2 separate regions of the Hordeum vulgare genome follow, and region 2 is linked to region 1. A link is a contact called in public Hi-C data. All regions are on one chromosome and are shown on one strand. The core of a region is the stretch at or near the end of the contact, and the rest is flanking DNA. Distances in the headings are between cores, read along the strand shown. Region 1 holds the start of LOC123402112 (actin-related protein 3). Region 2 holds the start of LOC123406286.

The links. Hi-C and Micro-C count contacts between places; a contact is called where the count stands out from the background.
Region 2: a Hi-C map of leaf shows a contact between it and region 1, with 4 times the contacts expected there. The contact joins the promoter of LOC123406286 here to the promoter of LOC123402112 in region 1. A contact is called at or near these places in 3 of 6 Hi-C or Micro-C datasets (leaf and seedling).

What each region holds. Positions count from the first base shown.
Region 1 is chr6H:333,745,524-333,750,529 of MorexV3_pseudomolecules_assembly, reverse strand. It overlaps LOC123402112 (actin-related protein 3), which reads right to left and starts at 2,604. Exons shown (of 10, transcript XM_045095993.1): 1 at 2,106-2,604; 2 at 1,792-2,026; 3 at 1,481-1,705. The coding sequence starts at 2,152.
Region 2 is chr6H:334,620,593-334,625,598 of MorexV3_pseudomolecules_assembly, reverse strand. LOC123406286 reads right to left here and starts at 2,351. Exons shown (of 10, transcript XM_045099774.1): 1 at 1,354-2,351; 2 at 381-489; 3 at 1-185. The coding sequence starts at 1,447.

The DNA of each region.
Region 1 (5,006 bases), core at 1,355-3,854:
TGCTATGCGATGGCGGCGGAGGCGGTCATGGATCTGGTCGTGGTTCGGCTTTTGCCGGCCGACGGCGCGTGATAGGGCTGGGGCGGCCAGAGGTCCTCAACCGGCTTTCTGACGACACCGTGCGTCTAAATGGCGAGGGTGATCTCGGAGCCAATCAACGGCGAGATCATGGTGGCACTACTTCCGATAAAAATCGCGCCGACTTCCGTCATAGCGGAAGATGACGGCTTCTCCGACGTCATTCCCCTATTGAGGCATCGTCGTTGCAAGTTGCGTCAACATGATCGGGATGTTCCGGGGAAAACCCTAGCTCTGGGTCTACCGGATCGGACGATGACGGCGCCTTCAGTGTCGTTCTCCCTCCTGGGGGCATCGTTTTGGAGCAGGAGCTGGCTGGAGGGGACAAGAGGAGGAGCGGTGCTACATCTACCGCAAGGCCGACAACGGATCCCGGCGGCATGGTGCTGTGGAGTTTCAGCGACAGGCGCGTGTGGATGGATACATGCAGGATGGTGGCGTTGTTTGCCGCCGTGGTGGCGTCGAAGGCGGCCCTGGCAGGGTCGGTGCGTCAGTACCTGCTCTGGAGATGGATCAGTGGAAGACGGCGGCGGCGGCCTCTGAGAGTGCGCCAGACCGGTGTGACCTAGTCCCGGTATTGTGGCTGGGCTAGGGCAACTGGCTTTAGATGTTAGGCTTTGGTGTGATGTCTGTTTGGTATTAGGCTCGGTCATTCGGCACCCCTTCATCAAGGGGATAGGAGCGACAGGTGTTGCGAAGATAGTGGCTTCAGACTTACTGATGTATTATACTTTGTAAGGTCATTGTGAATAATTAATAAAATGGCTGCATGCATCGCCCAGATGCAGAGGCCGGGGGTATATACCCTCCTTTTCTAAATAAAATGTTGTCACGGATTTAAGTCCTTGCAAGCCGTCTAATCGGGAAGGTCCAATGGCTCACATGCCCCACACTAGTGAGTTTAACATTACATTTTGTAATTGTGGACCTTATGGTTCTACAGCATATAACCTACAATTCCATGAAGGTACAAATCCTGGTTTAAGTATCTATTTGTAACTCGAACAAGGCATGAGCAGAAGATAATTAATTTTCAGATGCTCAATACTAAACTATAGTACGTAGCTGAAATTTGGGAGTAGTGATACTGGAAAAGCACCACTTAATAGCATTTTCGTAACAAATCTAATATGAAAAGAAGTCTTAGTGGTACTCAGTCTTCCCCAGGACACAATACATGTTGAATGTCCAAGACAAGAGATCACATAGCATAACCTAGAGTATTCTACATTGACAGAACAGAACAAACGAGGTAATCGAAAAGGGAACCACTGTAAATCTTGCTCGTCGGAAATGTGCAATACAACAGTAAAAGTATACTGAATGGCCAGTTTCAGAGTCCAGGCTCGGGAAATCCTAAAAGCTCAATCAATAACCACAAGAGAAAACTCTGACGACTAACCTTGGTTGTTGTGTATCCTGCGGCTAGGGCAAGGACGGGTTGAACCGCTATGTACAGACCAGGCACATTGAACGTCTCAAACATGATCTCCCCGGTGTACTCCCGGGTTTCAGGAGGAGTCAGTGGGCTCTCGGTCAGCAGGAAATAGTGATCTTCTGGGTCACACCTGAGGTAATTGAAAATGCACTGCTGCCAGAACTTCTCCATGGTGTCCCAGTTGTCAACCTGAGCAGTTAATTTTCAGCCCAAGTTAACGAAGATCACGCACGCACATGAGAGTTCAAAACATAACATCAACATTCGGCACCCACCTGGCCGTTGCGAATGGGGTAGCTCAAGCTGTATGTGCTGCTGGAACGTGACCGGGCTAAAGCCTCCTCCCCTATGAGGAAGTCGAGATCGGCCATGACGCCAGCGCTGTGCTGCGCCAGCCAGTTCCCCTTGGCGGTGGCCCGCGTCTGGTCGGAGAAGGACTCGTTGACGGCGACGGCGGTGGGGGTGATGAAGCAGGGCTCTACGTTCCCCGCGAATCCCATCTTGGTGTAGCTGCCACGGTTACTTGGATCAGCATCGCGCGTTCGACCCACGCGCAGATCTGGTAAGCGTGAAGGACAGAGATGCGTACCCGGTGCCATTGTCGATGACGACGGCGGGGCGTGAGGTGGGGTCCATCGTGGTGCAGGGGCGGAGATGAGGTCACCGGCGGCACCACCGGGTTGCGCCTGGCGAGAGGAAAGTCGGCGACGGGAGGAAACGGTAGCGGGCGGCAGCCACCGTCGCAGCGGCGGGCATCCCACCACCGACCGGCACTAGTGGTAGTAACCGCCACCGAAGGGGCCGAGCTTGGGCTGGTTGGTGCGGAGTCGAGAGCGCGAGAGGGGACTAGAAGCTTGGAGAAGAAGGGAGATAATCGAGGAATCGTGGTGGAGAGTGGAACCTGGAGCGAGATTAGCTTGTGCTTGTGCTTGTGCTTGTGCTTTGGGTTTGGTGTTGCTTTGCTTGGCTTTGGGATTGTCGGGGGTGGAGAGCGGGTTGCTGATGCTGCCGGTGTCCTCCAGTGTTGTTCTTTCTCGGGTTGGTGCGGGCGGTGACGGTGTGGCGTGGCGTGGCGTGGGGGCGTGCGGGATGATTGCGACGCCGCCACCGACGGACGGCCTCGTGCCTTTCCTTCTCCTCAATCTCCGGTACTACTCACACTCACAGCAGTGGGCACGTACTCAAATTTCGGCGTTTAGCAGCTGACAGGCGGGCCTGGAGGACGTCTTTTACGCTGATAGGTGGGCCTGACGCGATAGTAGAGAATATTTTAGCCCTCTGTCTGGACGTGGATTTGCCACTAAACTAACAAAAAGAATCACCACCTGTCACATGTTGGTAAGCAACCTACACAATTACTACAAAACGTAACTTTTTACTAGTACAATTGCCGTGCGTTGCAACAAGAGTTTCAGTACAAAGCAAATACCACATGTCACATGTTGGTAAGCAACCTAAACAATTACTACAAAACGTAACTTTTTACTACGACAATTGCCCGTGCGTTGCAACGGGAGTTTCAGTACAAAGCAAATACCACAGGAGCTTCACTACAAAGCAAAAAAACAGGTACCATAAACTATGGTTAGCCAGGTTGAGGAAGTGAGTTGAAGCATGAAGGTCATAAATGACATCTTGTCCGGCCTGCCAAACAAATAATTGAGAAAACACTTAATCCTTCTTGGTTCGACCATAAAAGACCGAAAACAAACATGTTAAATTTGCACCAATAGCAAGCAAAAAAATCAAGGCGCAAGTTGTTTTGGGTTTTCTTCAATAAACAACATCCAAGTTGAATACTCCCTCCGTTCTTAAATATAAGTCTTTTAAGCGATTTCACTAAGGATCTACATACGGAGCAAAATGATTGAATCTATACTTTAAAGTATGTCTATATACATCCGTATGTAGTCCACTAATGAAATCTCTACAAAGACTTATATTTAGGAACAGATGGAGTATTAAACTATGCAAAGAAAGTTCACCTTTTTCCTCATCAGGCCGCGGCGCCCACCCATCATGCTGCTGCGGTTGGTGTTGAGCTGATGGCGGGGTGGCCGCTGAAATCCCCGTTAATCCTGGTGTTGAAGTGCAGTATCATTAGCGGCCCCTCCACTACAAGGCCCTGGTGTCCAACAACTCCTAAAATGAGTAGGACCATCGGCTATAGGTAAAGAGAGAAAATAGAAGGAAAGTAAACCGAATGATGAGAGGAAAACTGATGGTGCAAAAGCCAGAACAAGCAAGCATGAAGCAAAAGATGTAGAAAATCTCAAACCACAAAAGGTGCTTAAGCAAAAGTTTTCACTCAAATTCCAAACTTAAGATCACATTTAAGTACGTGATGCAGCAATTATCAATTTGTAAAATCAACAAAATACATAACCTACTCTTCAAGCTGTTGTAATTAACGCCAATGTTCTCCCTGAGAGATAAAAAGAACATGTTATTTTTGCTTCTTCGTGAAGCATCAATAAACAATTTCCTTGTCTCAAATATAATGGAACTTGAATAAAGTGACCCATCTGCTCATGTACAAGCAGGTGTAAGAAACTATAAATTCTGTGTAAGAAACTATAAATTCGGGGAAATGTAATGAAATCCTTGGACTGCTGAATTTGCACAGAAGGTTTTCCTAAATTATCGAGGAGCTTGCCAACAACTATCATGTAGTCTTGTCATGAATGCAGCCACGTAGGTAAATCTTTAACCAGATTCTGCCTACATGTCTTTTTTTGTTGAATGTACAGAGGCTTCTCAAATACTTCACAAGTTTACAAACACAATGATATTCGTATATCCTTGCCCCACAATCTCTGATGTTCGTCCTCAAGGTGCATAATATACAAACTATTTTCTCATAACAGCCAAATGTAAAATTGGACGTGAACTCCATACTTATCTGAATCATTGTCATTGAATTTGACTTGTTAAAAGCCATGGATTCCATTAATCCGTATGTACTCCGTACTTGCAAATTGTCAAGAACCATTATAGGGATGATAAATCAACAACAACCAATGGCCTCCGCGACCTCGGGCAGCACCAGCGCCGCCGTCACGGCCGCCGCGGTCAGCCCGGCCGTGAGCTTCTCCTGCACGGCGCCGCCCCGCGCGCCGTCGCCTCCAGCCTCGCCGCCCCGCCGCATGGTGCGTTGCGCCCACCGCCAGATCCGGCCCGGATCGTCATGGATCCGGCCGTCCCACATGCCCCTCGACCTCGCCTCCAGCTCTGACCACCGCCGCGACGCTTGCCGACGCCGGAGCTGCCGTCGACGGGCCGACCTCCTCCTCAGCCAGATCGGGAACGGACCATCCCGATCCACCCCATCCCTGGACCGGTGGAGGACAGGGGCTTTTTTGGAAAAATGAAACTTTTTTTTCAATTAATGGAGGACCGCGGGTTGATTTTGAAAAATCAGGGAGACGTTTTTCTAAAACTGTCACGACGGACGACAGAAGCAATCGTTGCTTTATTATTAGGGAGAGAT
Region 2 (5,006 bases), core at 1,102-3,601, 880 kb before region 1:
AATGAACGAGTGGCCTTTCTTTTCCTTCACCGAGTGCATCAAATGTGGCCATTACTGGTGCTAGAAAGCCGTATGCTAACCCAGCAAGTACACTTCCAAGGACGCCAACTATTAGCCACATGACTAAAACCCCAGATACAGAAATAAGAAGCAGCAGCTTCACAACAGGTCCCACCAGCTTGGTTCTGCCTTCATAGAAAGGGGATCACTGGTCAGCAACTCAGCATATCTATGTACATAGAGCCATCACATGATATTTTCTTTTCAGATAGATTTGTACTCCCTCTGTACCTAAATAATTGTAGTTTGGAAGAACTAGTCTAGTTCTCCCAAACTACAATTATTTAGGTACAGAGGGAGTACAAAACTGTGAACGCTACCTGATGATGCAGTAGTATGTCCAAATCACATGCATAGGCCATAATCCCAGAACGAGTGCAGATATTCCGATCGCCATAATAAACCAGGCCCATGGGCCAAACAGAACACCTGGATAGGCAAAATCAGAAAAGAACAGAGGACTGCAAATCAGACTATGAAACAAAACATGAGTACCAAAATGGCAACTCTGATTTCTGGAAGTAACAAATTTCGATCACCCTTGCGGTCATTTACTTTCAATACCACAGTTACATATCTTTCCTTGGATACCACTTGAGTTTTCAGTTGCAATGACCAGTAGTGGTCAGTTATATCGCACATACAAAGGTTGAAGCAGCAAAAATGGCTCAAAATCCAAAATGTTCATGACCGTTTTCAGAAAAAAGAAAGAAAACTCATTATCTTATACTCCCTCACACAAGTCTCTAATAATTCTTATATGTGTGAACAGAGGGAGTACTACAGTCTACAGAAGACCTGTGAATCTAGCCAGCTGATGTGTCATTTCAGAGAACGTGCCTACACCCAGCTAATATGAACTCTGTTCCTTTTCTAAAAATATGAACTCTGTTAGTTCCATCACTGATGAAACAAAAAGTACTCCCACATATGGAATCTGTACAAAAAGTACTCACTTGTAGATTCTATAATGAGAAATTGTGGAATGCTCCAAGAAAGTAAAAGAGCAAAGCCTATTGATACAAGATAACAGGGTGATCAACACAAGCAAGCAACCACATGATGGAATGAAGCCCAAATACTTCAGACAAATACCTGTTTAATCAGTCATTCTGCATTTTTAAACTAATAAACGCATCAAACATAGACAAGTAGGTACTGATGTGTAAATTTTTCATCACATGGTTCTGTAGAAAATAATCATCTGATGCAATTCTAATCCATAGTACTTTCTTAGGACAGCAAAGAGAAGCAAAGGGAACTAATATAGACAGGAGCAGGCGTTGTGATCACCTTTGATGATCCCCAGGAGAAGAAGGCCACAGAAGAAGGGCAAAAACTTGAAGCAGCTCCAGACAGAGGCCCGGAACCCAGTCAATGGCTCCATGACAAGCCCGGTCAACCCAAGACTCTGCTCAATCCCTTCCTGAAGGAAAGTTCCTCCCCTTCGAGAGCAAGAGCAAGCAACGTTATCCAACCCCACGAACTTGGCAAGACGGCAGCAGAAGAATGAGAAAACTAAAACAGAGCTTGCTTCCAGGAAGAATTTTCAAGAACCGTTAGCAATCAATCCCAAGGCCGAAGAGACAAAGATAGGCAGGAGAAAGCGGGTCCTGCTGACTGCTGCGGGTGGTTGGGGTTTGGCAAGAGCAGGCGGCGGCCTGGGGATTGGCGGTGGGTACGGGCGGTTAACTAACTAAACAAGAACAAGCACCAAAGGGGAAGCGAGAAAACTAGCAATAAATCGAGAAAAAGTGGGACTGGCTTCGCAGCCGCCCTGTGCTGTCACTGCTGTTTTGGCTGTGCCCTGAGGCTGAGAGAGGGAATCTGATGCTAAGCCACTGGCTGGGAGGAGCAGAGGTTTCTTGCTCTTGGGGCTAGGGGTTTCAGATTGTTAGTTTAATACGGAGATTTGGAAAAGGAAAGGAGCTCGGTTTGCTGGTGGGGTGCAGGTTGCAAGGGGGAATGAAGACGAAAGGGACGGGACAACGAATGGTCACACAGATTCGTGCGTACTTCTGGCGCAAACACACGAGGGATACCTGACAGGAGGGGCCGAGGGATCATGTCAAATTAATTGCTGCTAAGTTTGTACTACGGGATTGAGATGATTATCCCTTTGAATCACACTTGCTCTTGTCCTTGTATCTTTATTCTAATACTAAAACGGCTATTATTTCAGTCGAAAAACCCGTTGCGGCACGTTTATAAAAACGTCCCTGCAGTTTTATGTATTCAACCTGCAGTCCCTATGTGAGTGGATTTAGAAAAACGTTTCGATTTTGCAAATTAACCCCTGCGTTTTGTAATAATTCCGCCCGTGCTCCTTATCCACTGGCAGAGAAGGGGGAGGGGGGGGGAGGGGGGGGGGGGGGGGGGGGGGAAGGTCCATGTCGACGCAAGGGGCGTTTGGCCATCCATGGCGGCCTCCCTGAAACGAAGGACGAGAAGGCGGACGTCGTGCGCACGTGCTCACATAAGGGAGGCCACCCTTGCTGCGCTCGTGGGCGTTGATGGAGGGTGGAAGGGGGACATATTTGGGTGGGTACGCTGGCCGCCGGTATCTGCCGACGAGGAAGACGGGCGAATCCGGGCTCGGCATCGAAGGATCTGTCGGCTTCCTCCACTGACCGCGGCGCCCTCCTCATCCAAAGAAAGATAGGGAGTAGGGTGTGAGCGTGAGAGGACACAAAAGAAGAAAGGAAAAGGAGAAGGAGAAACTGAGGGACGTGGTCGCCGACGGTGGCGACTTCGGTGACCGGCCGAGGCGTTGGGCGACAAGCTCCTGTTCACGCAGCGGTAGAGGGCGCCTTCGCGGCGACCAACAATCAGTTCATCCGAAAAAGAGAGGCTCCAACAGGCCGGATTTAGCACTCGCTCTCTCCCCCAAGGTTGAGGAGGCTGAATGTGATGGCAGCCACCGTTCCCCTGTGTCGCCCATGCAAGAGAAACGTGGCCGCGGACGCCCCAGCGAAGTGGCTCGCCTCCCCACCGCCGCTTGGGATCCACACTCCGTGTGGCCACCCACGTTGAGTCTTATCCCCCTTGAAACCTAACCGTGGATGCTCACCTAAGTACGATGGAAGCTTTTTCCCTTTGTCACCATGGATAGCAGACAGTAAATGGGGTCAAGGGAAGTTGGTCAGGCTCGAGCAGTACATGTTTACCATTGCTGGCTGTTGCCGGGAGAGGTACGTTGGTTTGATTTTTTTCAAGACCCCGAACTGAAACAAGTCACTTGCGCCATTTCAATGATGCAAAGTTTTAGTGTCTTTGCCGAGGAAATTGTGTGCAGAGAAGCAGCCTTGATCTTACATGTTAAACCTATTTTTGCAGAACCAAATACTGACAATAAGAGATCGTATATGCTTAGTTGCATGGTGAATTTGATTGAAATCTAATTAGTATGGATGGTAAACAACACTTTTATGCAACATATCAGTCAAGATACAAAGGAACAAGATCTGCCTTAAGGTGCGTCGGGTCGGCGATGGGTTTGTGTTAGACATGAACCGAGCTATCTATAAGTGATAGAAAATGCATGGTTGCTTGTGCGCTCCCTTTATGCTAAGCAATGGACAAATATGCCAACTTATTTTTCCTTTTGTGATTGCCTTTTTTCTTAGTGGCTAATCTATAACTGCCCTGTAATAATCACTTTCTCTTTTTACATCAGCATGATTTAGTCGATGGAGTCCCGCTGCTAAAGGACGTGAGAGGCAGTGCTATCGTTGGAAGTTTACTTTTCTAATCACAAGGATCCGGGAGTACAAGAGTACATACTTTACTGAATTCTATAGCTCTATTTTTTGACATGCCGGTTGATTAATTTTATGTTAAATCAAAGTTGTTATCGGAAAAATACTTACCTACTTAAAGAAGGTCCTAATATAAAAAATGTTGGCATAGTTTTCAGGCATCCTATCATTCAAATCTACTTCGGACACGAGATGACACATCAACATTTTGATGCCTCAAGTGATAGCTGGAGAACAAGGGTACCAAAATAAATTCACGGTCTCTTTGCTCAATTCTATGCTTCTCAAAATGCTTTATTTTATGCCCATAATATCATAGTATGAATTGTTCTAGGAGCAGTTTGCTTTGTCGACCATCAGTAATAGTAATTCATTCGTACATATAATATATGTTCCGCATTTATGTCTGAAATAGTGGTATGTTTGGCTTTGGCAATTGGAAACCCCATGTGTGTAGTTTTTTCAGTTGATATAATTCGCTTATGCTCAAGGCAAGATATACATCATGGTTGCTTCATGTAGCTTAAAGGGTTTGGGGCAGTGTCAAGAGGCTCTTGAAGTAAGAAGAAGACATGCCTACATATTATACACAACAGGCTTCTGACTTCTGTGGTTCTTCAGGCCTTGCGTCTGTGAAACATCTATGCTAGGTGGCCACACTTTAGCCACCTTCATTTGATGAGGTACATTCAGATTCAATTTTTTTATTAATTAATGGATGATTATCTTCTCATTACAGTGCTGGAAAATTTGATGAAAAATTATCTTCTCTTTGATTGTCAAGTTTCTAGAGTTCATTGCTATGAAAGAAGGCATAGATTGTCTTGTGGAATTGCGAGTAGAATGGCAGTTAAAAATCTACGACATGCAATACATTTTTTTGGAGCTACATGGAAACCAAAGTAAGCACATGTATCCCTCCTCTTTTCATATGCTGATGGTATGCCACTGTAAGTATGGTCCATTTTGGAAGCCACAATATGTCAGCATATAACTGGTCAATGTACTATGCGATTGTGCTGTTATGTGAAAAATGATGCTGCGCTGCAAAAAGAAATCGTTCCACACAATTATTTCATTGTGCTTTGCTTTTGAAATGTTTCCAAGTTCCAAGTGTAATGATATTATATTAATCATAAGAGCGATTTTGAAATTGAGTGCTATTTGGCTGCAATCGCCACACGATTT